6 separate regions of the Sus scrofa genome follow, and regions 1, 2, 3, 5 and 6 are each linked to region 4. A link is a contact called in public Hi-C and HiChIP or PLAC-seq data. All regions are on one chromosome and are shown on one strand. The core of a region is the stretch at or near the end of the contact, and the rest is flanking DNA. Distances in the headings are between cores, read along the strand shown. Region 1 holds the start of LHFP (lipoma HMGIC fusion partner). Region 2 overlaps COG6 (conserved oligomeric Golgi complex subunit 6). Region 3 overlaps LOC102159588 (a long non-coding RNA gene). Region 4 holds the start of FOXO1 (forkhead box protein O1). Region 5 overlaps LOC102159588 (a long non-coding RNA gene). Region 6 overlaps COG6 (conserved oligomeric Golgi complex subunit 6).

What was found. Hi-C and Micro-C count contacts between places; a contact is called where the count stands out from the background. HiChIP or PLAC-seq counts read pairs in DNA pulled down with a chosen protein or histone mark.
Region 1: an H3K27ac HiChIP or PLAC-seq map of alveolar macrophages shows a contact between it and region 4. The contact joins the promoter of LHFP here to the promoter of FOXO1 in region 4. A contact is called at or near these places in 3 of 5 promoter capture datasets (fetal liver, fetal skeletal muscle and liver) and 1 of 2 datasets of contacts at active chromatin or transcription factors (alveolar macrophages).
Region 2: a contact with region 4 is called in an H3K27ac HiChIP or PLAC-seq map of alveolar macrophages. The contact joins the enhancer-like site here to the promoter of FOXO1 in region 4. A contact is called at or near these places in 2 of 5 promoter capture datasets (fetal skeletal muscle and liver), 3 of 47 Hi-C or Micro-C datasets (adipose tissue, embryonic fibroblasts and omental adipose tissue) and 2 of 2 datasets of contacts at active chromatin or transcription factors (alveolar macrophages and skeletal muscle).
Region 3: a contact with region 4 is called in an H3K27ac HiChIP or PLAC-seq map of alveolar macrophages. The contact joins the enhancer-like site here to the promoter of FOXO1 in region 4. A contact is called at or near these places in 1 of 5 promoter capture datasets (liver), 1 of 47 Hi-C or Micro-C datasets (embryonic fibroblasts) and 1 of 2 datasets of contacts at active chromatin or transcription factors (alveolar macrophages).
Region 5: a Hi-C map of mesenteric adipose tissue shows a contact between it and region 4, with 1.8 times the contacts expected there. The contact joins the enhancer-like site here to the promoter of FOXO1 in region 4. A contact is called at or near these places in 1 of 5 promoter capture datasets (liver), 14 of 47 Hi-C or Micro-C datasets (alveolar macrophages, embryonic fibroblasts, fetal heart ventricle and 7 more) and 2 of 2 datasets of contacts at active chromatin or transcription factors (alveolar macrophages and skeletal muscle).
Region 6: an H3K27ac HiChIP or PLAC-seq map of alveolar macrophages shows a contact between it and region 4. The contact joins the enhancer-like site here to the promoter of FOXO1 in region 4. A contact is called at or near these places in 2 of 5 promoter capture datasets (fetal skeletal muscle and liver), 6 of 47 Hi-C or Micro-C datasets (brain, embryonic fibroblasts, mesenchymal stem cells and 3 more) and 2 of 2 datasets of contacts at active chromatin or transcription factors (alveolar macrophages and skeletal muscle).

What each region holds. Positions count from the first base shown.
Region 1 is chr11:14,572,931-14,577,438 of Sscrofa11.1, forward strand. It overlaps LHFP (lipoma HMGIC fusion partner), which reads right to left and starts at 3,200. Exons shown (of 6, transcript XM_005668367.3): 1 at 2,869-3,200; 2 at 2,668-2,777. COG6 (conserved oligomeric Golgi complex subunit 6) reads left to right here and starts at 3,274. Exons shown (of 22, transcript XR_002336515.1): 1 at 3,274-3,524.
Region 2 is chr11:14,612,182-14,616,641 of Sscrofa11.1, forward strand. The region is part of intron 12 of COG6 (conserved oligomeric Golgi complex subunit 6); the gene reads left to right. Among named protein-coding and RNA genes, the nearest start is that of COG6, 38 kb to the left of the region's middle. Within about 2 kb of position 2,025, at least 4 of the 83 cell types and tissues checked have an H3K27ac peak or open chromatin away from gene starts, as enhancers often do. A contact at or near this core is called in alveolar macrophages, where this site is marked.
Region 3 is chr11:14,772,236-14,776,794 of Sscrofa11.1, forward strand. All of the region lies in intron 5 of LOC102159588 (a long non-coding RNA gene), which reads right to left. Among named protein-coding and RNA genes, the nearest start is that of COG6, 200 kb to the left of the region's middle. Within about 2 kb of position 3,021, at least 25 of the 83 cell types and tissues checked have an H3K27ac peak or open chromatin away from gene starts, as enhancers often do. A contact at or near this core is called in alveolar macrophages and embryonic fibroblasts, where this site is marked.
Region 4 is chr11:15,407,595-15,411,869 of Sscrofa11.1, forward strand. It overlaps FOXO1 (forkhead box protein O1), which reads right to left and starts at 2,465. Exons shown (of 3, transcript XM_021065269.1): 1 at 1,789-2,465. The coding sequence starts at 2,439. LOC102160118 (a long non-coding RNA gene) reads left to right here and starts at 3,039. Exons shown (of 5, transcript XR_001299536.2): 1 at 3,039-3,450; 2 at 4,230-4,275.
Region 5 is chr11:14,790,006-14,794,241 of Sscrofa11.1, forward strand. All of the region lies in intron 4 of LOC102159588 (a long non-coding RNA gene), which reads right to left. Among named protein-coding and RNA genes, the nearest start is that of COG6, 220 kb to the left of the region's middle. Within about 2 kb of position 2,821, at least 11 of the 83 cell types and tissues checked have an H3K27ac peak or open chromatin away from gene starts, as enhancers often do. A contact at or near this core is called in mesenteric adipose tissue, where this site is marked.
Region 6 is chr11:14,678,299-14,682,432 of Sscrofa11.1, forward strand. The region is part of intron 17 of COG6 (conserved oligomeric Golgi complex subunit 6); the gene reads left to right. Among named protein-coding and RNA genes, the nearest start is that of COG6, 100 kb to the left of the region's middle. Within about 2 kb of position 2,538, at least 12 of the 83 cell types and tissues checked have an H3K27ac peak or open chromatin away from gene starts, as enhancers often do. A contact at or near this core is called in alveolar macrophages and retroperitoneal adipose tissue, where this site is marked.

The DNA of each region.
Region 1 (4,508 bases), core at 1,950-4,449, 830 kb before region 4:
TAAGCAACTTCAAGGGCCCATGTCATTTTTCACTCTCACTAACCTTAATCCCGTCACACACCTTTCGGTTTCCCAAACTGGATGATGAGAATACCACAGATACGTACGGGGCACCTTCCAAGAACATCAATTTCAATGAAAAAGTGCACCTTATACTATCTCTCAGAAGAGACTCCAACGCTGAGTATTGCAAGCACGAGTGTGTGTGTGTGTGTGTGTGTGTGTGTGTGTGTGTTGTTTTATACTTTTGTGCTGTAGGATATTAACAATCTTTCTAGTCATAAACAATGCTCGCAGCTATGTTTTCTGATTGCTATATGATCAAAACTGGGTGTGGAAGACAGCAACACTAGCCCTGCAATAAATTATGTGACGTCCATTACCTAAATTGCCTTCATTATCTGTGCCTGCAGAATGTGGGCTGGATGATATCACACTGAATTAATAGATATAATATTTCTTGTTAGCAGCAGGACAGCCAGTCCTCCAGGGTAAGGTTGGATATAATCACCTACTGAACTAGTTAATTTGTAAAAGGATAAGCAAGCCTGAAATCAAAACGTAAATCACTTTTTTGCTCTTAAAACTGTATCTTATACATATGTCAATACATAAGACTAGAGATGGTCCATAAAATTGAGATATGGCAGATAACTTTAAAACATAACAGCATTCTCCTTGGAAGTAGCCTTTAGAGATCTGGTGTTTCTTTCTGTTCCAAATCATAGATGTATGCCATTGAAAAGAACTTCAATTTGATGACCCACCTCATGGGAAGTTTCTTTCTCCTGAGGGCTTGTAAACTGGTTACTGCTTCACCCCTGAGAATAAATGTATGACCATTTCCTTGTTGGACAATTCTGACCAATAGAAGGTTCTTCCTTTCCAAAATTTTCACAAAAATGAGAATCCTTAGTCCATGCCTTAGGTCTCTCTGATTCCCAGCCCATATTGCTTTACAGTATCGCTTTGCTTCTGAATGAAGGGCCTACTATGTGCCAAAATTTTGCAAAATAATTGTCAGGAATAGAAAAATTAATGCAACCCAGAACCTCTCCTTAAGGCGTTTACAGCCTGCACATAAAAAAGATAATATACGCATATAATTATTTCTAATTCAAGCGCCAAAGAGAACCTTTAAGTTCTACGAACCTTTGTCCAGAGGAGGTGAAAAGAATGATACCCAAATGGAAGCAGGTTTCATGAAGCAGACAGCTGGTAGGTGGGGATACAGACATAAAATGCAGAGACTTTTTGGGGCAGAAGGGAGGCCATGTGCATGATGGTGATGAAAACACTGGGCATGTTTAGAAACAGGGAATTAAAATTCTTGCAGTGCAGCATAAGCTAAGTACAGGGAGACACTGAGAATAAAATATAAGGATGCATTTCTTTTTTTTTTTTTTTTTTGTCTTTTTGCTATTTCTTGGGCTGCTCCCGCGGCATGTGGAGGTTCCCAGGCTAGGGGTTGAATCGGAGCTGTAGCCACCGGCCTACGCCAGAGCCACTGCAACGCGGGATCCGAGCCGCGTCTCCAACCTACACCACAGCTCACAGCAAGGCCAGATCGTCAACCCACTGAGCAAGGCCAGGGACCGAACCCGAAACCTCATGGTTCCTGGTCGGATTCGTTAACCACTGCGCCACGACGGGAACTCCAAGGATGCATTTATCAGGCTGGGATGAAAATAAAGAGCACCTGAAAGCCAGAGACAGACCTGTGGATCTGATGCTCTATACTAGTTTGCTCCAAAGTGGGCCATAAATCTCAGGATGGATGTCAGAGAACGCAACCGGGTGGCACTTTCATTTGTAATGTGATGCATTATGGAAATGCACTCTACTGGTTGACTCTGGTTCTCTCACTATTCATATTTCTAGGTCACAGATCACACATACAGTATGGGTGGCATCCTGAGGGGGAGATTGGGTGTACCATGACGCTGGGATTGGGAGGGAGTCATCTTTTTTTGCTTGTTTTCAATGCTTGAGTTTGTACACCGGGGGGGGGGGGGGGGGGGGGGGGGGGAGGTAGGGAGGATTTATAGATTATGTCATCTAACTTTAAATAAACAGCCTCACAAAATGGCAAATGGCCTAAAAAGATTCCTTCAGAGAACCCACAAATTGAAGATAATACTAACAATATAGTCACAAATAAAGTAAAAGGGGCAGAGCTGACACTCCCCATCCTCTAAGGACAAGGTGTTCATAGCCTAAGTGTTTTAGTATATTAAGGAGCTCAACACACATAACTAGCATTCACATTTTCACTAAAAGAAAACCTTTATCTTCAATACGAATTGTTATATATAAATATTATATATATACACACCCATATAAAAATATACACATATTTAAAACTTAGGTCTCTGATGAGGCTTACCTGAATAATTATTTTTAACTGTTGGAAAATATTGATTTGAACTGTTGAAAATCCTGATTTTTACGGCTTTAACTTATAATTTATAGTTAGCATTATAAAATAAATTAACATTAAAAAACATAAAAATTGCTTTAAATATATTTAAATTTTACCATAATGTCCCTGTCTTCGCACTCCTACATATCATTCCAAGTTTCAGATTATTTTGTTTACAAATGCAAATTCAGAGAAGTGCAAATAAACACGGAAAGGTGGGGAATAATTTAAGGTTGCGGGCCTACCTTATTAACCTGTTCACATATTCAGCAACACACGAAGATTAGAAAATTTCAGGCCGCTTGGAAAGGTACCAAATGAAAAATGGAAACCTCCTTTCCACAGGAATGCCATCCTGGAAAAAAAAAAAAAAAAGCCTAAATTTACACATTTCTCTTTTTCACACAATCACACAAGTGTTTCACATTATATACACTATAACGCACCTTGCTTTTTTCACATACTAGATTTTGGAATTCTTTCCACAGCCTCATTTAAATCTCCTTCACAGCAGATAACAGTTGCATAGTATTCTAAAGTGATCTTAACTGGAAATAACTTTTACCGAACGTATTTGTGAGACACAGGGCTCCGTGTGTTTCACTTCTGCCTAGCACGAACTTTCAAAGATTCAGGATTCCACATGCCCTTTTAATCCCGTAAACTGGAATCTCCAAACTCTATAAATTTGCCCTGAAGTTTAATCTATTTTGCAAAGTCGCGCGTTAGTCTCGTCCCCTCTTGCTCCGAGAGTCCTGCCCCGCCCCTTCTCTTCCTTCCACCAATTTCTACCGCCCCCAGCAGCTCCGCTCAACAGGAGTGGTCAGGGCAGAACCTTCCCAGGGCGCATGCGCGGTAGGTAGGCGCATGCGCGATGCGCGGCTGCTGGCGCGTCGCGCACCGGGGCTGAGGTGGCCGGCGCCGAGGAGGGGGCGGGACGCGCGGCGCTATGGCTGAGGGTAGCGGGGAAGTAGTCGCAGTGCCCGTGACCGGGGCTGCCAACGGCTTCAGTAATGGGGCCAGTGGGACCTCGGCGCAGACCAACAACCCGCTGTCGCGGAAGCTGCGTAAGATCCTGGACACGCGGCTGGACAACGACAAGGTAACCGCAGCCGGCAGGGCCGAAGGTCCCGCGTCGTTCGCGGGTCGGAGGGACTGGGGGCGGCGTCTGTCCGACACCCTCTAGCTTGTCCCTTGTCCCCACCGCCGAGGGGACCCCAGGCCCTCGGGACCCGCTGTCGTGCCGGCATGGGGCGGGTAAGAAAGGGTAGGCCGAGGAGCCCCTGGAAAAGCGAAGAGGTTTTCTGGGTATTGCTCCCTATTTATTTAAAACGGTTCTTTCCTCGATGACTCTGGATCCGGAAGGTAAACGGTGGAGGCGCCCTGCTTCCGCAGGTGTTCGGGGGTTCTGAGCAGGGAGGGAGAGAGGAGACACCCCCCTGGGGGCGCAGAAGAAGAAACGGGCAAAAGAGGAAAATGCAAGATAAGGCAGGACGAAGGGGGGCCTTCGGAGGAACGAAGGCCAAGGCTAAGCATCACTGAGCTTTTCCATTGACAGGTGAAAACATCTAACAATTTACAGAGCGACAGGGCTACCACCTGCTTATGGTTCAAAGGAAACAATACTAGTTTTTGTTGTTGGCCAAGCACTAACAATTTACAGCGCGAAAGGGCTACCACCTGTTGATGGTTCAAAGGAAACAATACTAATTTTGTTGTTAGCCAAGCACTAACTGACGTGTGGGCTTGTGCTGTATTTCTTTACAAGATAAACCTCCCGCATCCTCTTCCAAGTACCTTCTGAAACTTAGAGCGGACTTCCCATCTCCACTAGTAGCTGCTTATCTCTTCTGTATCACTGAGTCCCTAGGTATATTGTCATGCCGTTGTGGTTAAAATAAAAATATATATGTAGAAGTGAGAGTTCTAAAGATGAATTTGTAGGTAACTGACAGTAACCTGTCAATAAGAATTTTTGTGTTAAAAAAATAACAATATAATGAGCTAAGAAAGGTAGGCTCTGGGGCCACGGATTATTGGCTCTAAACCACCAAATTGGTGCATTATGGTTTAAGCCCCTTCTCTA
Region 2 (4,460 bases), core at 775-3,274, 800 kb before region 4:
TATATTAATTATGAAAACAAACAAGAAATCAAAAACTAAATAACAACAAAGGCCTGAAAGAGTCCTATGAGAGCGAATATATTTTTTTGATGGCTTTTTGGGGCCCCACCTGCGGCATATGGAGATTCCCAGGCTAGGGATCAAATCGGAGCCACAGCAACGCAGGATCCAAGCCACGTCTGTGACCTACACCACAGCTTACAGCAATGCCAGATCCTTAACCCACTGAGCGAGGCCAGGGATCAAACCCACAACCTCACGGTTCCTAGTCGGATTCATTTCTGCTGTGCCACGACGGGGAATTCCGAGAGCTAATGTTTGTGAAAATGAACAGTAGGTTGTTCAGCAGTAACTTGACAGGACGTTTAAGAATGGGTTTACAGTAATCAAATCCTTCTTTAGTTTTGTTTGATTATTAAGGATGCAGGTTTTTCAAGGATGTATCACAGTCACCATTCTGACTTTTTAAATTTTTTTTAAAAATTAGGCTGCTCTATCTACTCACTTTGTTGTATTAGACAAAGGTTCTTAGTATAGTGTGGAACAGTCAGTAGCAATCCAATCCAGAGTACCTGGTCAGTTTTTGCATCCCTGAGTTCACCTAAATAGCTAAAACAATCATGGCAAAGAAGAAAGCTTGGAGGACTGAAATTCCTGATTTCATACTTACTACACCGCATGGTAAACAGTTGGCACTGGAATAAAGACAGACTAGAGAGCAATGGGGTAGAATAGACAGCCCAGGAATAAACCCTTGCATGTATGGTCAGATGATTTTTCACAAGAGTTTCAAGACCATTCAGAAGGGAAAGGACAGTCTTCCTCAACAAATGGTGCTAGGAAAACTGGATATCCATATGCAAAGGATGAAGTTGGATCATTATCTAACACTTCATGTAAAAACCAGCTCAAAATGGATCAGAGGCCTGAATGTAAATGTAAGTTATCAAACTCTTAAAACCTAGGACAGAAGCTTCGCAATGTTGGATCTAGTAATTTCTTGGATATGACACCAAAAGCACAAATGATAAATGAAAAAGTAGGAGTTCCTGTCATGGCGCAGTGGTTAACGAATCCGACTAGGAACCATGAGGTTGCGGGCTCGATCCCTGGCCTTGCTCAGTGGGTTAAGGATTCGGTGTTGCCGTGAGCTGTGGTGTGGGTTGCAGACGCGGCTCAGATCCCGCATGGCTGTGGCTCTGGTGTAGGCTGGTAGCTCCAGCTCTGATTAGACCCCTAGCCTGGGAACCTCCATATGCCGCAGGAGCGGCCCAAGAAATGGCAAAAAGACAAAAAAAAAAAAAAAAAAAAAAAAGGAAAGAAAAAGTAGACAAATTGGATTTGATCAAAATTAAAAGATTTTGTGATTAAAAGATGCCATCAGTGGAGTAAAAAGGCAACATGCAGAATGGGAGAAAATATTTGCAAGTCACATATCTAATAAGAGATTAATGTCAAGAATACATAGAGAACTTTTAAACTTAACAAAAACTTCTGGCTTGATTAAAAAAATGGACAAAGCTCGAATAGGTTATTTCTTCAAAGAAGATGCAGAAACGGCGGATAAGCACGTGAAAAGATGATCAACATCACTTCTCATTAGGAAGGTGCAAATCACAATTGTAATAAGACGCCCATTAGGTTGGCTAGTATGAAAACAGCAGAAAATGGCAAATGTTGGGAAGAACGTGGAGAAATTGGAACCCTTGTGCACTGTTGCTGGGATTGTACAATATTACAGTTGCTGTGGAGAAGTATGATGATTCCTCAAAATTTTAAGGGTAAAATTATGACCGAGCTATTCTCCTTCTGGGTGTATATCTGAAAGAACTGAAAGCAGGACCTCAAGGACATATTTGTACAGCTTTGTTTGAAGCAGCGTTATTCACAATGGCTGAAATGTGGAAGCAGCCCATTGTCCCTCGAAGGATTAATGGATAAACAAAATGTGGTATATATGTAAGGTGGAAAGTTACTCAGCCTTAAAGAGGAAGGAAATTCTGACATACGCTACAGTATGAATGAACCTTGAGGCTATTACAAAATAAGCCAATCGCAAAATGACGAATACTGTATGACTCCACCTCACAAGGTACTTAGAAGAGTCCAAATGGCAGAGGAAGACAGGAAAAAGGGTGGTCGTCAGGACTGGGAAGTGGAGGGATGGGGCGTTTCTATTGTGTGGCTGCAGAGCTGCGGTGTTCAAGATGAAAAGAATTGTGGTGGATCCTGCTTGCACAGCATTGTGACGGTATTTAGTACCCCCACCCTGTGCACTTCAAAATGCTTTCATTTCCTGAATGCCAGCTCACAGGGGACTCAGTAAATACCAGTTACATGAATGACTGGTTCACTTCATTTGCTTCTCACCCGTGGTCTGTCATCATCTTGCTATTACACTCACTATGCAAAACCACCCCGGATTAATTTGAGTTTTTAATTTCTCTTTTATGCTGTGATTGTTGTTCACTGCTAAGGGAAATGAGGTCTAGAGCCACTAAGGCGCGGTCTCCAACATCTACGACGCCTCTGTGGTGTCTGGGAGTCCTGCACGTCCACGCACAGCCCCTCATGGTTAGTTTCCTTTCACCTCTGTTCTCAGATCTACCATACTAGCTCCTATTAGAATGGCCAAATTTCTCCGAGTTGAATAATAAGCATTTTAAAATGTCTTTGCCAATATGATTAGCACAAAGCACCATGATTGGTTTTTTTCCAATATAGATTGTGGTGCTTCTAGCAAAAATGAGCCTTTAAAAATATGTTTATTGGCTGTTTGAGAATTATTTTTTCATGTCCTTTGCCATTTTCCTACTAGGTTATATCTTATTTTCTGACTTTTTTTTTTTAATGCATTATGAGTGTATTACAAATCCCTTCTCCGCGTCATCTTTTACCTTTTAATTTTGCCTGTAGTATTTTCTTACGTACCGCCTTTCATGTTTATGTAGTAATATCTAACTTTTTTTCTTTATTATTTCTCCTTTGAGAGCATGCCATACTTCAAAAACTTTTCAACAATAAGAAAATATGTTCAGAATTTAAGATATGCTAAAGTTAGCATCTGTCAGTGGGAAAATGTTAGATTATTTAATAAATTCATTTAAATATGCGTTCTGAGGTCTTTGTGTAGATTCACTTTTTTTTTTAGTGGAGGCTAGTGGCATGTGGAGGTTCCCATGGCCAAGGATCAAATCTGCACCACCGTAGCAACCCAAGCTACTGCAGTGACAATGCCAGATCTTTAAGCTGTTGTACCACAGGAGAACTCCTGTCATTTCACTTTGATATCAAATATTTAATGTACTTAAAGTTTATTTTTGTTCATGCTGGGAAGGAAAAATCTTAATTTATTTATCCGAAATAGCTATCCATTTATTTTATTTTATTTTCACTCAGAAAAACCTAGTAGGTTCTTATACAGTTTTTTCCCTATAAAGTTAAAATGAAAGTTGTAAGAAAATAAGAAAATATAATGGCTTACAAAAGATAAGTTTTAAGCATGGCATTTTCTAGTTGAACCTAGAACGGAATAAGAGGGGAAGAAAGAACTGTAATTTGAATGTATTAAATACTAATTAATACTACAGCCTATGTGAGTTTATAGCAATGAATAGGTTTTGGCTATTATTATTGTTGTCCTTGCTATCAATAATTATGCCCTAAAATGTTTTTCTTAGATATGAATTGGGTGATATTTAGGGATATTTTAACATTAGGGATTGCAATATCATAACATTTACAGCATATGTGTTGCTTATATATACAACTGTTCAGTTTTCTTTCAAGAATTATCTTCCCAGGGTTCCTGCTGTGGCACATTGGGTTAATAATCTGGCTTGTTTCTGTGGCGGGTTCGATCCCTGGCCCAGTGCAATGGGTTAAGGATCTGGAGTTGCCACAGCTGTGGCGTAGGTTGCAGCTGAGGCTTGGATTCGATCCCTCGCTTGGGAACTCCCATATGCCGTGGGGGCAGTTGACAAAGATAAAAAAAAAATTATCTTCCCTTTGCCAAATTTTAATGTTTTCATATTTTGCATGGTATCTTTTTCTTATTCTGCCTCTTGTAAATCATTCATCTCTTCTAAGAAGATTCTAGCCTTATGAGGAAAACAACACTTACTGCAGAATGTTCTTCATTATCAAAGCACCCAAGTAGAAATTTTTGATAATAGAATTTTAATGTTCTGAGGTCTTTGTGTAGATTTGTTAGGAAGAATAGATTTTAAAATACAGGTATAGCCAGAGATGAACTCTTTCCGTGATTCCTTCTGTGCTTTTAAAAAGACATATTTGGGAACTAATTCTTTTATCTATTATGAAAAAAAGAAACTTCAAGGACATCATTTTATTGAATGATGTACCTTTTTCATAACAAAGCAATTGGAAGCACTTGAGTGCTCAAGTGCGTGTACTCCCTTCCTTATCAGGCTCTCTTGAAACATTCATAACCGAGAATC
Region 3 (4,559 bases), core at 1,771-4,270, 630 kb before region 4:
TCTCCCCAAAAGAAAACAAATACAATCTAATTTGATTTTACAAGTATTTTAAAAGATTTTCTTATCAAGACATTGGTTGAAATGTAATTTTTATGGAATGCCACGTTAGCTATTTAAAGCTGTTTTTAAAGGAGTGACCTGATTCTTAATCTTGACAATTCCATAGGATAAGAAGAGAGAAGGAGAATTACAGTTTTCTTCTTATGTGCAAAACATCAGAAATATAGGAGGAGACCTATGTCGTTCAAGACTAAAAGAAAACTAACAATGACAGGAAGGAATAATAATAAGCGCATTCACAAGTTCCACGTCTGTTTACATCCCATTCTTAGAGCTAAACGTCATTACCACTGGTACTTCCTTGAATGTTCCACTGCTTTTCCTTTCAGACACTGCTCCTTCCCAGGTTCCTGGTGAGCAATACATCCCATGCCCCACCTTGTCCCCTTGGGAGGGGCTGACCAGAGCACCTCTTATTCCTGGGGCAAGCATACATTTCAAGTAAGGGCAGCCGGATGTCTTTTCAGGGATTGCTGTGGATTTCATGAGAAAGGGGTGACTCTATTACTATTATATTTTCTTCTGAGATTGCTGGTTCTAAAGATAAAGCAATCTAAGCTTCTCATGGCCATTGTAGCCAGTGTGTTATGACAGCCTGCCTGAAAGAAAGCCAACAAAGATGAAAGCAAAGCAAGAAATGGGAAGAGAAAGACAGAATCTTGCTGGAGTTATTTTAACCCTGGGACCCAATACCCATAGACTTTCCCTGTCTTTATTTTTATTCTTCTATTTTCTAGGGCCACACCCAAGGCATATGGAAGTTCCCAGGCTAGGGGCCAAATCGGAGCTGTAGCCAGTCAGAGCAACACCGGATCCGAGCCGTGTCTGTGACCTACACCACAGCTCTCAGCAACTCCAGATCCTTAACCCACTGAGAGGGTCCAGGGTTCGAACCGGCATCCTCATGGATACTAGTGGGGTTCGTTACTGCAGAGCCACAAGGGGAACCCTGACTTTCCCTGTCTTTAGATCAGGATATGAGCTCTGAAGGGGTCTGGGTGACGTGACGTGAGGGAAGGAGGGAAGGTGACAGAGTGACTAGATGCTCGTAAACACTAATGCATTGGCTCCCATGTTGTAGAGCTGTCCTTGAGCAGTGACTGTCCACTCAGGACATTTCCCAGCCCCCCTGGCAGCTAGATAAAGGACACGTGACTCGTTTTCCCAAATGGAATGCGGGCGGGAAGTGTGTCCTTTTATTCGTTTATTTTCAATTAAGAGGCTATTAAACCTTTTTTGAGATTCCATGTGAATCATTTTTTTTTTAAATCTTATTTGTATTTTTTCCACATCTCATTCTAATAAGACTAGAATCACTCTTTTATTTTCTTTTTCTTTTTTAATGGCCGTACCCTGGGCATATGGAAGTTCCCAGGCCAAGGACTGAATATGAGCCCCAGTGGTAACGCCTGATCCTTTAATCCACTGCACCCCAGTGGGAACGCCAGTCATTCTGTTAATATTCTAAAACCAAGCATCTTTTCCCATTTTTACTGAGGTATAATTGCCATACAACATTGTCTGTGTGTAAGGACGGGTGCCCCTTTAGAGCTGAGGCAATTCGGACCTTGGTGTGCCTTTTCTACACTCTCTTTGTGGTTTCCAGAGCATTTTTATTTAAGATCAGTGGGAAAGAGGGTAGATTCCTGAAAATTAGTCTTTAAAAAAAAAAAAAAACCACGCAAAGGAATTTAAGACTGAACTAGTGAGAAAGAGGCATTTTAAAAATATCTCAGTGCTGAAATGCTTGTGCCCTTTTTGAACTAAAAGAAAGAATGCAATCTGGTTTTTGGTGGTGCCAGTTAAGTGACCTACCAAACCAGGTCCCTATTTCCTGAATACCAAGCATCAAAACCTTTCTTTCCGGCTCTGGAAGGGCTCTTGCTCACAGGCAAAGCATTTCGTTTTGGTCACTTCCCAAGCCCTCGGTTTCAGCACACAGATCAGTGTTTCCTTCCAGCCCGGCAGCTCTGATTCCATCCTCTCGTTGCCTCACTGGAGCTCTTGCAGCTGCCAGCCTATTACGTCCTGGGAGACATTTCAGCCCAGACTTTGTGTCGGAGCCAAAGAGTGACATGGTCAGGCCTCTGTAGTTGGTCGGCTTTCCTGTCTGTTTAGAAATTTACTCCCATTATATTGCCCACAAAGCCGCCTCTGTTTGGCCGATGCTGTTCTACTATTTTTGTCCTTTCTTCCGAGTGTGTGGAAGTTTGGAATTTAAGCTCAAATGGGACATGAAGGCTATAACTGTAACCAGGAGACTCTGTGAATATTTGACTATTCAAGGAAGAATTAACCAATTAGCCACAAAAAGAAAGGAATTGTTTCAATTGTTTTAAAATAACAATAATCCCATTGTTTTGCTCTGGAAACTAAGACTGGGAGAAGCCTTATAGAGCCTAAAACGGACTTTGAGGTTGTGTCCACACAACACCACAGGCTAACTTGCCCCCTGGGATGTTCATTAAGTTTTATGAAGCAGCGAATTACAGGTCCCCTGGAGCCCAAAGAACTTTTCTCTTTTCTCTTGTCCATGTGATCACCTATTCCAGAAGTGTCACTGGAGGTCACGAATGTTGCGTGTTTGAAAAATGTGCTTTGGTCTTTACTGAGTCAGTTGTTGGTGAGGGGTTGTTACTGAAGGTCAGCTGGGGCACCACTGCCTGACGCTGATATTTGTTCCCTGGGCTCTTTGCATAAGGACCATCCATGTGGACTGTCTTGTCCTCACGGACATGCCCTGAAGGACTCCTTTGCATGAGGAGTGGAAGGAGAGAGGCGTGGTAGTTGGGAGTGGTTTGGGCAACAACGGATTGAACAGACAGAAGCATCCTGAGAAGGACCTGGGAATGAGAGAGAGAGGAAGGGAAAGCGAAGGGAAGGAGTGGGGAGGGAACACTGGTCCAGAGGCCACTGAGTTGGGGTGACTGGGTAATGTTCTAGGAAGAGAACGTTGCCTCTAGGGAGCTGGCAGGCTGCCCGCATGAGAACGCTGGCAAAGCACAGCTGGGTCATTCCTGCATTCCTCATTACATACAGTAAACATTTACTGCATGGCCCACGATGTGCCGAATTTCAGATCGGTGGCCACCTCTTACAAAAGAAAGACACTCTCTTCCCTCAATATTTTGCAAGTGTTTCATGACCATTTTCATGCTTGCTGACACCAATGTGCACGCGTGGCAGAAGAGGAAATGTGAGCCACCGAGAGGTTAAGTGATTTGCCTAAGGTCACAAAACGACGGTTGCATAGTGATTAGATTAAAAAAAAAAAAGACTTAAAATTTCAAATGTATCACCTCTGGCGAGATAACTACCAAGGTTTAATTTATATAACATTTTTTTTTTAAATCATTTTTCCTCTAAGAGACACAAGATCTGCAATATAAAGCTCACAAGGCCTGCCCTATTCTGGGACCATTCCCTTGTGGGGTGAAGCTGAACACTTCTAAGACTAATTACTCATTTGATCATTTAAAAAAAAATTACTATCTGATGATGTCCTTGGTATAGAAAAGGCTTTTTTTTTTTTTTCTCTTTGTGGCTGTCTTCTTGTCTCCTAGGCTAATGGTGCTCATAAAACTGGACTCGAGAGCACCCCACACCAGAGAATGGAGCTCCAGGCAGCCCAGCTAGTATGAGACAGAAGAGAGTCACAAACCAAGGAATGATAATCTTACGAGGAGCCAAATCATTTGAACTCTTAAAGTACAGGAAATGCTTTGGTCCAGATATACCACACACGGGGCCAAGCCAATGGACGCATAAGAAACAAGAAAGGGTTGGCAGAAAGGGAGAAGGTTTGCAAAGTGTCTGAGATGCATCAGCTCCAGCCTCGTGTTGGTCATTGGATAAAGAATTCAAATCCTCCCAGCCTTGCTCAGCATTGTCCTGCCTGTCTTCAGCTTCAAGGATAACGGTCATCTCATCCTGCTCGTCAACTACTCGGGGAACAGGTCTCTCTCAGCTGCTGTTCGGTGGCCAGAGCACTGCCTGTGATTTATACGCCCTCTGAGAGGGACAGAGCCTGACATCCTGTTTGCTGTCACAAACAGCTATCAATTGTAAATCAAGTGACAGCCATACTCTTCTATTTCAGGGACATCCTCCTTTTAAAAAAAATCAAACCAAAACACAGCTTTTTCTGACTATTGTCCCGGTTTTACAATCTTGAGAAGCAACTGTTTGCAGTGTGAGGGTTTTCTGCAGCAAATGCACCAGACCTCAGGCCAAGCACCGTGCTGTCTCCGTGAACCAGAATGTACTGAAGAGCAGAGGGTAGGTGGCTGTTAGGAATTGTTTCCAGTCAGATAGGAGTTTGAAAATTACCTTCACAAGAACTCAAAGTTGGCTCTTCTTTATTTTGGAAATGGAGAATTCACATTCAATAGTCCAGGGGCCAGGATATGGCTTCTAGGATCCAGAAGCCCTGCACATTTTAAGCCTTGCTTCCTCTCTGCTTTTTTCTGAGACAAAGCTCCATTGCTTATAATAAAAAA
Region 4 (4,275 bases), core at 1,215-3,714:
GCAAATGGTTTTACAACAGCTCAAGTAGGATTGATAAATGAACAAGTAAGTCAAGTACTTAAATTCAAATGTTATAAAATTGGATTTGGCAGACAACCCCCATTTTCTGACTTTAAAGAATATATACCAAGGGTAAAATAAGGAGGCACTTTACTTTTTTGAAACCTAGGTAAATTGCATGTAATGCCTGGTAATCAGATCCTAAGTGAAGCCTTTACTCTAAAATACATTTTGGAAAAAATAAGATCCTTGTTCCTTCTCCAGGAGCTTCAACACGATGTGATTAACTTAACCTTTTTGACACACATTAACCACAGGAATGACAGTGTACGTAAAACAACCTTTGTGCAACAAATGCGCAGCAAAGAAAAATCTTTATTATGCTGTACAGTCCCGAGGAGGAGTGAAGAGGAGTCTGACTCAACCAGAGAACCTTAACATCGATCCTTCCACCTGTAACAGAAAGTGTCAGCTTCTGGAAGTCGCGGGGCGAACCGCTGGCCGGTATGCCTCCCCCAGCCCGTCCTCCTGGGAGCCCCAAGGCCTTCTCCACCTCAGGGTAGGGATGTGCCCCCACCTGAGTGTCTCTCCCGCTGTCTCTCGGTCTCTCAGAAAGGCAAAAACGGCCAGAGGCACCGCGTGTACAGGCCTCCGTCGAGACAGGAGGTCCTTGCAGGTTCCCTTGACTCGAACCTTCATTCCAACTCCCCGAACACCAGTCACCTGCCCCTCGGACCTGTACCTCCAAACGCTGTAACCCTGAGGGGGCAAAGCAAGAATACCCACGTCCCCAGCCCTGGCCATCCAGGAAATCCTCTCCGTGCTTAATTAAAGGCCTCGAACCTTCGGCGAGGCCAAGTTTGGGGGCACTTCCTTGGGCAGAGACGTGCCGGCCTTGCTGCCCGGCGGCCGGGCGAGGAGGTGCCCAGGGCCAGGACGCGCTGGCCCTTTAAAGGCGCTCGCTTCCTGCGCTCGCGGCCCCTCCCTCGCCGTCGCCTGCTCCCGCCCCCGCCGAGGGTCACACTTGAACTTTAGCTCGCCCCGCGCCGCCGGGCGCCGGCGCTCCGCAGGCGGTGGCCGCCCCTTTGCACGTGTCGGAGACGCTACCTCTGGCTCTGCGCGCCCGGACCCCTGCACTCGAGGCCACTTAGAATAAAATCAAAATAAAACAAAATGCATACGGCCTCCAAAAACCGCGCGGCCAACCTCCACGGGCCGGCTGCCTCGCGCCCTGCCTGTCCCCTCCACCTGCAGCCCCGTCCCCCAGCGGCGGGGCTCCGAGGCCCCTCGCAGCGGCCTCCCCCGCCCAGCGCTGCGGAAACGGCTCCGCGGGGCGGCGGGGAGCTGGGGGGCCGCGGGGGAGGAGGGGAGCCGCCCTCACCCCTGAGGTCGTGGAGGGAAAGGAGCAGCGGCAGGAGTTCGCGCGGGCCGTGGAGAAGGGGGGGCAGGTCGCAGTGAACCCCGCTCTCCGTTCACTGGAGAACTTTTTTTCTGGTTGCTCTGAGGTCCACTTCTTGGCGTACTTTTTTCACTACTTCGGTCCCAACTCGCCCCTTCCCGCTCCCGCTCCAACTCTCACGAGAGCGTACACACAGACGTTTATTCCAATCCTCCGACGGGTCCGAGGCAAGCCCACCACCCACCTCCGATGCTTCTTGCACGCGCTGCCCGCGTGCCCTGCACTTTCAAGCCAAGCAAATTTGCACAGCCGTCCCCTCCGACCTAAGGCGGAGGCAGGGCTTCCCGTGCCCCCCTCCCGCTCCAGCCGTGCGCCCCGAGGCCACTCACCTTCCAGCCTGCCGAGCTGTTGCTGTCGCCCTTATCCTTGAAGTAGGGCACGCTCTTGACCATCCACTCGTAGATCTGCGATAGCGTGAGCCGCTTCTCTGCCGAGCTCTCGATGGCCTTGGTGATGAGGTCGGCGTAGGACAGGTTGCCCCACGCGTTGCGGCGGGACGAGCTGCTCTTGCGCGGCTGCCCGGCAAGCGACCCGGCGGCGGCGGGGGGCACAGGCGGGTGCTGCGACAGCGGCCCGGGCGGCGGGGGCTGCTGCGGCGGCGCCGGGTGCAGGCAGCCCGCCTCTGGGCCCTGGAAGTCCCCGCACAACCCCCCGGTGGCAGCAGCGGCGGCCGCCGCCGCCACCGCGGCTGCCGCCGCCGCCGCCGCCGCCACGGAGCCGGGCGCCTGCTGGAAGTCCCCGCTCTCCTCCAGCAGGCTCAGGTTGCTCATGAAGTCGGCGTTGACAGCGGCCGCCGAGGCCGAGGGCAGGCCCGCGGCAGCGTCGGGGTTCGCGGCTGGGCCACCCGACGGCGCCGGGCTGGAGGTGGCCGAGTTAGACTGGCTAAACTCCGGCCTGGGCAGCGGCCAGGTGCACGAGCGCGGCCGGGGCAGCGGCTCGAAGTCCGGGTCGATCTCCACCACCTGGGGCGCTTCGGCCATGGTGACCCCCGCCCCTCCCCCAGCAGCGGGATTGCCAAGAAGTGCGAGGGCGCTGCACCAGGAGCTGAGGGGAGAGGGCGCGAAGAGCCGGTCCGAGATTTTGGGGGGCGAGGTCGGTGCCGCGGGCGGACGGAAACCCGGAGCAAGACGCGGCGGCGAAGTGGAAGCGCGAGCCCAGAACTTAACTTCGCGGGTCCATCAACATCTAGGCTCCTCCAGGTCCGCTGCACGGACGGGACGGCAGGCCAGAGTCGCCCAGCCCAGGCAGCGCCAGCGTCGCGCTCCTACTGACACGGCCCGAAAACCGAAGGAAGGACGGGCGCCGCGGGCCGCTCACTCTCCCCGGCGGCGCGACCGCGGCGCTGCTGCCTGTTGAATGTGGCGGCGGCGGCGGCGGCAGCGGCGGCTGCTGCTGCGACTACGCTGCCGCCCGACTTACGGGATCTGCCGCCGCCCCCCGCCCGCGGCGGCGCGCGCGCTTGCCCGCCCCTGACTGATAGCCCCAGCAGCCAATGAGCTCGCGGCGGCACCGCCCAGGCAGCCAGTGGACGCCGGCCTGGGCGGGGGCTGGTTTTCCAGCGGGAGGTGGCAGTGGGTTGGTGGGGGTAGTGGGGTGTTTTTTTCTTTCTCACACACGCACAGTCTCCCTCACTCTTTTTTTTTTTTTTTTGGCTCTCTGTTATTATTTTCTGGTAATTTTCGAATGTTTCTGTGAGTCTCTCCGCTCTCAGTGTTTTGATTGCTGTGAGGCAAACCAGCGTGGAGGCGGCGGCGACACTTTGTTTACTACCGGGGAGCAGAACCGAGTACTCGGGAAGCCCGAGTGGAACGAGTCGCTCGCTTGCCCTCGACCTCCGCTCCGGGCCCAAAGCCGGGCGGGGCGGGGGCCGGAGACGCTGGGCGCTTCGGGGGCGCTGAGTGGGCGGGCGGAGGCGGCCTCGCGGAATTCTGCTCAGTCGCCCCCTCTCGACTCCGCCCTCGACTCCTTTGCTGAGAAACGCGGGGAAGTCGGTGGGTTTTGTTTTTGTTTTGTGTTTTTTTCCTTTTCCTGCGATGTATCGAGTCCTCGGGCCCCGCGCGAGCCGCGCACGCCTCCAGGGGCCCGGGCTCTGACTGTCGTGTCCGCGCGGAGGACGCCCTGGCCGCCGCCTCCGCGACCGGAACCCACCTGTCTGCGCCCGAGGGCTGAGCCTCTGAGGTCGAGTGTAGCCGGGGGCCCGTTGTCCGGCCCAGCACCCGCCAGCCGGGTTCCCTCCATTCTTGACCTGAAAGAGTGGAAGCGAGAGAAGGGGGCTCGGCGCGGGCTGCAGATAGTCCTACTTCCCACGCACCCTCAGACCCACAGGCGTCCTAGCCCTCGTGCCCTCCGTGGGAACCTCTACCCCTGGGCGGGAACCCGGACTCTGTCCACTAAGTCAGTCCAGGGGCGACAGGGAAGGGATCAGAGGAAAGTATTCAGTGAGCGCCTTGTCACTTTATAACTTAGTTAAGTTTAACTGTTTGCTTGTCATTTCTTTGCTATTTAGAATTGAAGAGCTGAAGTGAAAACGTAGGAGGGCATAGGACCAAAGCTTTGGGGCGAAGCCCTGCCCCCTCCCAGGTATTCCTTTAGGCCGCTTACCCTGCTGGTCAATCAACCCTCGCTCCCACCCCACCTTTCCCCATCTGGGCTCCAGGTCCAGGACGTCCGGTCGAGATAAGTGGGCCCGAAGGTAGGAAGACAGTGGCCTTGTGTGTCATGGAGCAGAAGAAACAGTTGTCAAGTTTTGTTGTGTTTTGTTTTTTTTTAGGAGGAATTATGGAAGGCATTTCCTTTCAAAGGGATGGGCTCACTTA
Region 5 (4,236 bases), core at 1,571-4,070, 620 kb before region 4:
ATGGAGCAGGTCTATCTGCGAGGTCCAATATGGAGCCCTGAGCACCGCGTGATTAGTCAGTGCTTGAAATGTGGCTCCTTCAAATGGAGATGTGTATGGCATGGCAAAGTCTTAGTATGAAAGAAAAAAACGTAGACTGTTTCAATTTTGTATATTAATTATATGTGGAAATTAGAACATTTGAATAGATTGGGTTAAATAAAATAATCAAAATTAATATCACTTGTTTTGCTTGAGTTATTTCAGTCATTTGTTTATTTTATCATTATTTTTTAAACAATGTGAATAGACTTAGAACCCTGTGGAAACAGTCATGTTCCCATATAATTTTTTATGCATGTGGGTGTGTTTTAATTGAAGTATAGCTGACACAGTATTTATTCTTTTTAGGTATACAGCATTCAACATTTAAAAAAGACATTTGAAATTGCCTTTGTTTGTGGCTCATAGAGTATTTCTATCAGATGGTGCTGTGCCGAGCCATTTGCTAAGGGGAGAGTGTGGGGGTGGGGAAGGGTGGACACAGGGAGGAACCCTCGGAGAAGCTTGAGCCAGTTGACAGAGACCCCTCCCACATTTGTCTGGCCTTGGGTAAGAGGCGCTCGCTGAGTTCGGTGATGATGACAGTGATGTCAAAGGTGACTTCCCCTTAATGAATCAGTCCAGCCTCTATCAGATGCTGCCTTCAGTCTCTAGGAACCCTGAAAAGCAGCCCCATTGGCTGGATGTTCATGCCACCAACACGGTTTCTGCCACCCCTTCTCCATGGCTCACTTTCCTTGTACCTCATGCCCCATGAGCCTGCCCCAGACTGCACCATTCGAAAAATTCTCTGTGTTACATTAAACCCAGTGACCAGCCTATCAAATGCATCCCACAGTTGCCCCAGAGTTTCTGTGTGAATCAAAACAGATGACTAATGTCAACCCTGGATACAGGGGAAAAAACACTGCATATATATGCATTTATCTTTTTTTTTTTTTTTTTTGCAGTGTTTGACCATTTAGCATTTCGAGACTGAGCAAATGAGCTTTCACTGTTGCTTGTGGGATCTGTTTCTTCAGAACACATCTGACCTTTCTGTTAACATCACCTGTCACTGCTCGGCATGTGTCAGGCAGATAAGTACGTTGTGCGTCACCTCCTTTTTCGCAGAACACAATGGAAATCTTCCAGCTTCTTCCTCTCTCAGGAGGCAGAAGTTCATTACTTTTCAGTACTCTTTGTGTGACTTGCTGAAGACAGACGAATAATATAAGCTGTTATAGATTATTGAAGAGGCCTCCCAAAAGGCTCGGCCAAGGCAAAGAATCAACTCAGATAGAGACGGAAAGAATCATGTGAAGCAATGAACAAAGTGGCAGCTCCTAATTCTAACTCCAGGGGCATCAGTGTGAGCGTTCCCTAGGCTCTCAACATGGCAGGAGCTGACGGTATCAGTAACTAAGGTTCCGTTTCCAGAATAAGTCCCCCACCTCCTTATACCATCTGATGGTGCCTCTTCTCATCTCAGCCCCTGACCACGGCAGAGCCTCCACTTTTGACATCAAAGACATCATCAGCCCCTCCCACAGGGCACTTCTTCCCTTGACCTCTCACCTCCAGCCTCCCAAAGTGAAGAAACCAAGATTCCTCCAAGGCCAACCAAAGAGAAGGAGTTCTTTTCTTCCGTAACAGGCGATGTTGAAAACAACGTAAATATTTATTTCAAATTAAGAAAGGCAGGATTAGCATTTAACAATGCATTGGGTTACATTCTAGAAATCATACAACAGAACTCTATGCCTCTTTCAGCCGCGGTGTCAAGGGGTGACTTTTAAAAAGACATCCATATCTCAAACGTGCACAGTCCCCTAAAACCTCTAAAGGGGACACCCTTCATTTGAAAGTACAAGTTCCAAAGGATCTGACAAAGGTCAGCCCCACCGCACAGCTAATGCAAGTGTGACCCATTCAGCAGCATTGCTTTCCTTTTTGCCTGAACTTCATCCCTTTTCAAAACAAAAGCAAAGCTCATTTTGCTTTCGGTTTGGGGTTTTTCAGACAATTTTTCAGACCTACTGAAGTGAGAGCACACTTCCTTCTGCACCCACCTTCCAAATCCAGTTCAACCCACAAAAACGCATACTACACGCATTTCGACAAAGTACTAAGGAAGCTTAGTACAAAGAGAATAAGATGCAGTGAAGGTTAGCATGTCAAATCTGCTTCTCTATCTTGTTTAGATCCTAAGTTTTCCTTTCATCAATAACAACTCCACTCTGCCTAAGACCTTGTGGTAGAAATTGTGAGTTACAAGGTTCAATCAAACAGGATTGCTGCCTTCAAGGAGTGATTATTGCAGGAGGAAGAACTAAACGGACGCAGGACACAGGAAGAACTACAGGACCCCCATAACATGCAAGTGCCCAGGGCAGACACAAGGTAGTCGTCCTTAAACCCCACTCACAATTTCAGTTTTTATCAAATCCATATCTTGTGCTAATGAAGACTATTTTAATCATGCAAAAGAATTGCTGGAATCCTTTGAGACAAATTTCAGTACACTGCTGGTCCTGCCTCTAGCTGTCTTTGGTTCATTCTGTGGCCAATGTTTTGTATCTGCAGGGTGGGTCTAGAAGCCACGGGTGTTACCTTGGGGCAGCTGCAAAGGACAGGTGGGTGGCAGAGGAGGGGCAGGAGGGAGAGGTCAGGAGAGGGCTGGGTGGGACCAGCAGGACTGTGGCACGGAGGGGATTGATGGAAAAGCAGAGGGGGTAAAACAGAAGCTTTGGGTTTTGTCAGAGGTCTCGGCAGCGCCATTAAGAAGGAGCTGTGGTTTGGGGCCAACTATATAAAGCTTTGAAGCTTCTGGCAAACTGCTTCAAGCTGCCTTCCTATCAGCCCAGTGTTCAAGAGAAAGTTTACAGTTCCTTTCCGTTTTATCTCCACACTTTATATTTCCATGGGTCCAGGATCTTTCAACAAGTCAAGACATCTTTCTAAGATTCTGTTACTCAAATCTGTAGTTCTATCTCCTAAGAGTCATTTGATATATTTGTATTCAGTTTTATTTTTACATTTCGGCAAAGAACTCCTTGGTTTCCAAACAATTTTATTTGTTATCATGCTCCAAGTAGTTTATTTTAGAATCCTGGGATCTCGCAAGTGAAAAACCCAAAGGACTGATGTATAGTTAACAGCAATGGCAGCTTTGGTTCTTGCTTTGGTTAGTGTGAATATCAGGAATATTACTGTCGATAAGGAAACAGCCGTCCTTAAAAGCAATGAGGAGAGGTGAAGGTCTCTTATCGTGAGAGTCCCTGTGCTGCAGAAGAAAGACAGTATCAGGTTTTTTAAAAGGGGGAACTGAGATTTTCCCCTCTCTCAGAATATAAAAGTAGTGGTTATAAATTCACGCAATGAATAAAAGTTAAAAACCACTAATCACATCTGAAAATACAACTTACCAAATTTTACTGACTGGTAAATTACAGACTGCATTGAGTTACTATGACAAATGTTAATGGAATATGGGAGGTTAAATGCTGTTTTCCCATTGGCTGCTAACTGGTCTTTAACTGTGAGGGAAGACCAGCAGGGTAAACAGGAAGTCATCTCCATGGCAACAGGCCATTTGCCTTAACTTTTTAACACATGAAGAGGTAATTACTTTATTTTTTTATTTCCATTTTTATAATTTTCACAGTTTATAATAGCAGTGAGGACCTTTGGGTCAGGCATTTCCTGGCTGTTAATAACAGGCAGATTTAAGACCACCAATGCTTGAACGTTGTGCCAATTTTTTTTTTTTTTTTAATGAAAAGAGAGCTGTGATTTTCTTTTTTTCCTTCCTGAAGTCTGTAGCATAAATAAATGACAGGATTTTATGTTCACACACATGGTGTTTTGATTTCCTGCAGATGATAACATCAGGGAGGAGACGGATCATCACTGGTGGGGTGGCCAAGGGGCGGGGCTTGGGATGGAGAAGCCACAGGGTGAATCCCTCTGGATGGCTGGTTGGAAGATGAGCCGCCCGTGGTGGGGGTAGGGGGGTCTGAGAGAGAAGACGAGACCACCGAGGGTCACGCAGGTCACTCACAACATGATGCACAACCTCAGGGACCAGGGAACGTGCTGGTGGAGCCAATCAGTAGTCAAGGCTTCCTTTTGAACTCAACTACAGAAGCCAGAGTCCTGGGCAGCTTCCCTGGCCTTTGCTCATCCAGAAAAATTTGTCTTCCCGACTAGAAG
Region 6 (4,134 bases), core at 1,288-3,787, 730 kb before region 4:
AAATTCAGCCTCTTCATTCCTGCAGGTGGAGACAAAGCTATATCATTCAATCCTATGCCCTTTAGAAACTTATATCTCAAACAGAAGTAAATATTCCCATTGACAAGAATATGGTTACCATTGGGCTAGAAGGCTGGGGTTATTCAGAAATTTTCTACTGGTCAGCAACATGAAACCCTGGCCCTTTCAATCACTGCATGACTGATATTTGTTTGGGCTCTTCCTTTAGTTTTCTTTTTTTCATTCCTAATGTTATAGGTGATTTTTATTTAAAATTTTTTTACTCTCTTTTGTGTTTCATGTTAAATTCTTAGAGTCAAGGATTGTGCCTTTTCTATTTTAAAATGATGCTACAGTTGGCAGTGCTACTCATGTGCTTGAGAGGTTGAATAGGACAGTACTTCCCAGAGGCGTTCTTAGGCTACAGACCAATTCAAGCTAACCCTAAATGAGCAGACATTCTGTATCATGAAATGCGGTCCCTCGTTTAGATTTTAATTCTACCCTAGCAAATGACCCAGATCTGTTTCAGTTTAATCCCAGGACATCGGTCACAGTTTATCTGTTGACCTGGATCCCCTTCAAGCTAGGAATAGCCATACACAATAGTAATACAGTTTTCATATGCAAGTTTACCTTCTGATGGTATCTGGTAGGGAGAGGAATTTTTCATTCCTGTGTTGTTGAAGATCTTCAGAAATAAAAGTAACCCCAAGCCAGGTGAGATAATTTTTCATCCAAGCCTAGAGAAAAGGGAAACTGAGCTGGCAGTGTACCCAAACAGCATGGAACCTGGGGACTGAAAGTGTAGTAGACAGAGATGCAAGGTGGTTGCCGTGTGGCTCAATTTAGGGCTGGCACAATCTGGTCCATTCCAGCTGGAATGTCTAGCGTCAAGAAGGGGTAATGAGGAGTTCCCGTCGTGGCGCAGTGGTTAACGAATCCGACTAGGAACCATGAGGTTGCGGGTTCGGTCCCTGCCCTTGCTCAGTGGGTTAACGATCCGGCGTTGCCGTGAGCTGTGGTGTAGGTTGCAGACATGGCTCGGATCCTGCGTTGCTGTGGCTCTGGCGTAGGCTGGCAGCTACAGCTCCGATTAGACCCCTAGCCTGGGAAACTCCATATGCCGCGGGAGCGGCCCAAGAAATAGCAAAAAGACAGAAAAAAAAAAAGAAGGGGTAATGAGAAGGCTGTGCCTGGACAAGTTGACATTACCTTCATGGTGGACTGGGAGCTTACTTATATTCATGGAACTCTTAGCAGATACCTGTAAGCACCAGTCTGCTTAGGTCAGAGTACAGCGCACCTGACCTCACCTGCAAAGACTGGCTCAGATGCAGCACTGTCCTCCCAAATAAACTCCCCAGGAGGGTAAAAAGAGAGAAACTTTGGAGCTGGTTCCTACCCTGAGCTGGCTGTTGAAGGAGGAGTGTTGCTTTGGAGCCAAGATAGAGGAACTGCCATGGGTTGGGTAGGAACTGGAGTGAAGGCCCAGTTTCAGGCCCTCAGCTTTGGTCCTGGCCAACTGCAATATGCTTCAGCTTCATGGCCGCTGCACGGCCAACCGAGGATGTCTTTGGACTGCTTGGTGGAATCGTGGTTGTGTTCCAGTAGCACTGAAGGTGACCTTGAGGGATGCATCTGAGTCCCTGCTCCTGTGGGAAGTCTGGAAAGCTAGGAACTGCTTTCAGATTCTAGAAGTAACATCTGGGACTTTGGGGCTGTATCATGGTATCTGGTAGGGAGACGGACAGGAGGCAGGGTGTCAGGAAGTAATGGGACTGGATTTCCTGGTGTTAGGAGCATGTGAGAATATAGTATTTTATTATGGGTCTTCACTAGTCAGTGTTACTTTTCCAGATTTAAAGTGGACTTATCTCTATGATCATTTTCTAGTGACTACTAAGGAGTTTTTTTTTTCATATATATCATACACATTTTAAATTGATGAGTGTCTACTTAAATATCTCTGTCAGAATCAAAAAGGATTAAAGAACTTACCCTAATTCAAGTAGAGCTACCAATCCTTTTCAAATGATTTTTGTAATAAATATTTAGGGTACTGAGAAGAGATTTCAACTGGCAGAATCTGCCTCATGCAACATTTTTCTAGCTATTAGCTCATCCTTAATTTGAACTAATCTATCCACTTAGGGATTGAAGTAGAAAGACCACCTCAAGTCAAAGCAGGAAATGGGTAGAGGCTAGAGTACTCAGAGGATGAAGGATTTACCGCTTTGCTCAGCTTTGGGGAATGAGGGAAATGGTACATCAAACCCGGGGCCACCTCCATACCCTGGGATGTAAATACGATGCACTGTACAGAGGGGGTGATCCCTATGAGGTGCGGTCAGGAGGGAGCCCAGCAGGGCCTCCTTTCTGCGTACACCCCAGGCTCCAGGAAACCCTGTGACAGCAGGAAGCAGAGGAGCATCGAAAGCCCAGAGCCTGGAGGAGAGACCCCTCACGGTGGGGGGAGGGCAAGCAGCTGAGCAAAGGAAGTGAGAAGAGAGGAGGAAGTCAGTTCCCCCAAACAACTGGGCTCAGAAGCTGTGCTAAAGGGAGAAGTTGTCCCCTCCAAGATTCCAGGAAGCGGGTGCAGACCTCTGCAGTGGCAGGAATAGGCAGAGGAAGAAATGTGGAGGCAGATAAAGGGGGCAGCCGGAACCCTGGCTCTGCCTGTTCTGATTCATTCGACTCGGAGTGAAGGATAGTGGAAGCCTGAAAAGGGGCGTGTGGCCCTGGCCGCAGTGGGTGGAGTAGAGGCCAGAGGCGCAGTTGTTAGGACCAGACAATTTAGGAGTCACTTCGCTAGTAAGTGACCACCCCACATGGGGTGAGTGGTGTTGAAACAGGTTTTGCAGAGAGAAAATCATACTCCAGCTTGCACTCGTGAAATTCAGCTTTCCAGCTTGCACTCGTGAAATTCAGCTTTACAGCAGCGGAATTTCAAACATGAAGCTGAGACTCGTGCTTTAAAGCATCCCCAGGAAGAGCCACTCTGTGGTGGCCGCTTGCTTTGGCCCTTCTGATTGAGGTCTGCAGATTCTGGAGATGTTGCTCGATTTTACCCACAGCAGCATGGCTCGTTCTTTGCTGGATTCAAGCAGAACGTTTTCTCGTTGAATAACCAGCTGATGCCTGTCACCCCTTTGAGCGTCTAGCCTACCTGTGAAAAGGAAGACAGATCTCACAGCCTCGCATTCATAATTCACCGACGGGACCTTCTAAAGACACTATTTCATCTGAAAAGCTAAAAGTGACTAAGACACTTAATATTATTAATCACATTATGAGCCCCTAGAGACTGCTTACTGGAAAGTATTTTGGGAAATTTACTGATGGGAAATGGAAGGCACCACAAGTCTGCTGGTTCTCTGCCCATTCTTTTTTTTTTTTTCCCAAAGGTAGGAAATGTCTCTTTTCACTGTGAGATTGGCTCACCACGCTGTGAACTGTAGTGAGTAGACTGGGTCAAAGGTCAGGGGAGTGGAATGAACAAAAGGACATGGTGGTCACTACACAAAGGGCCAGCTCCGGGGGGTCAGGTTTGGTTATAGCAAAGTGCTTTTGCATTGCCTGCCAAGAAGATGGGGTTAATTAGGTAGGAAAGAGTAGGAGGAAACTGATGTTAGTGAAACATTTAACTGGATGCTTTAGCATTTAACTGGATTCAGTATCAGATGGAGTATGTGTGTGTGTTTAATTCTCACAAAAACCCCATGAAATGAGAATCAGTAGCCTCAATTTACAGGTGAGGAAACAAGCTGTAGATTAAGTAAACTTGCCTGGTGGCGCAGAATTATTAAGAGACTTAGGTTTAGAACAGATATCTGACACTGACTTCTATACTTCTGCCCTTTTAAAATAATTCACTCTTTTATTTAGTATTATCTATCCATCTATATACATATATTTATAATTTTATTTAATGAGTGGAGTTGGTATACAGCAGTGCTTCTTTGTGGAATTTCAGGCACTCAGGACAGAGGTGTTGAAAAAAGATATTATGGAGTGGGAATTTCTCAAAGTGCCATGCTTAAAGCTTTCCCTGTGTGACAGCTGTCACCACTCTACAATAAGCAGCTGTAAGCAGAGTGCCTAGTTGCCCTCTCCATCCTCACAGGTCCCCCA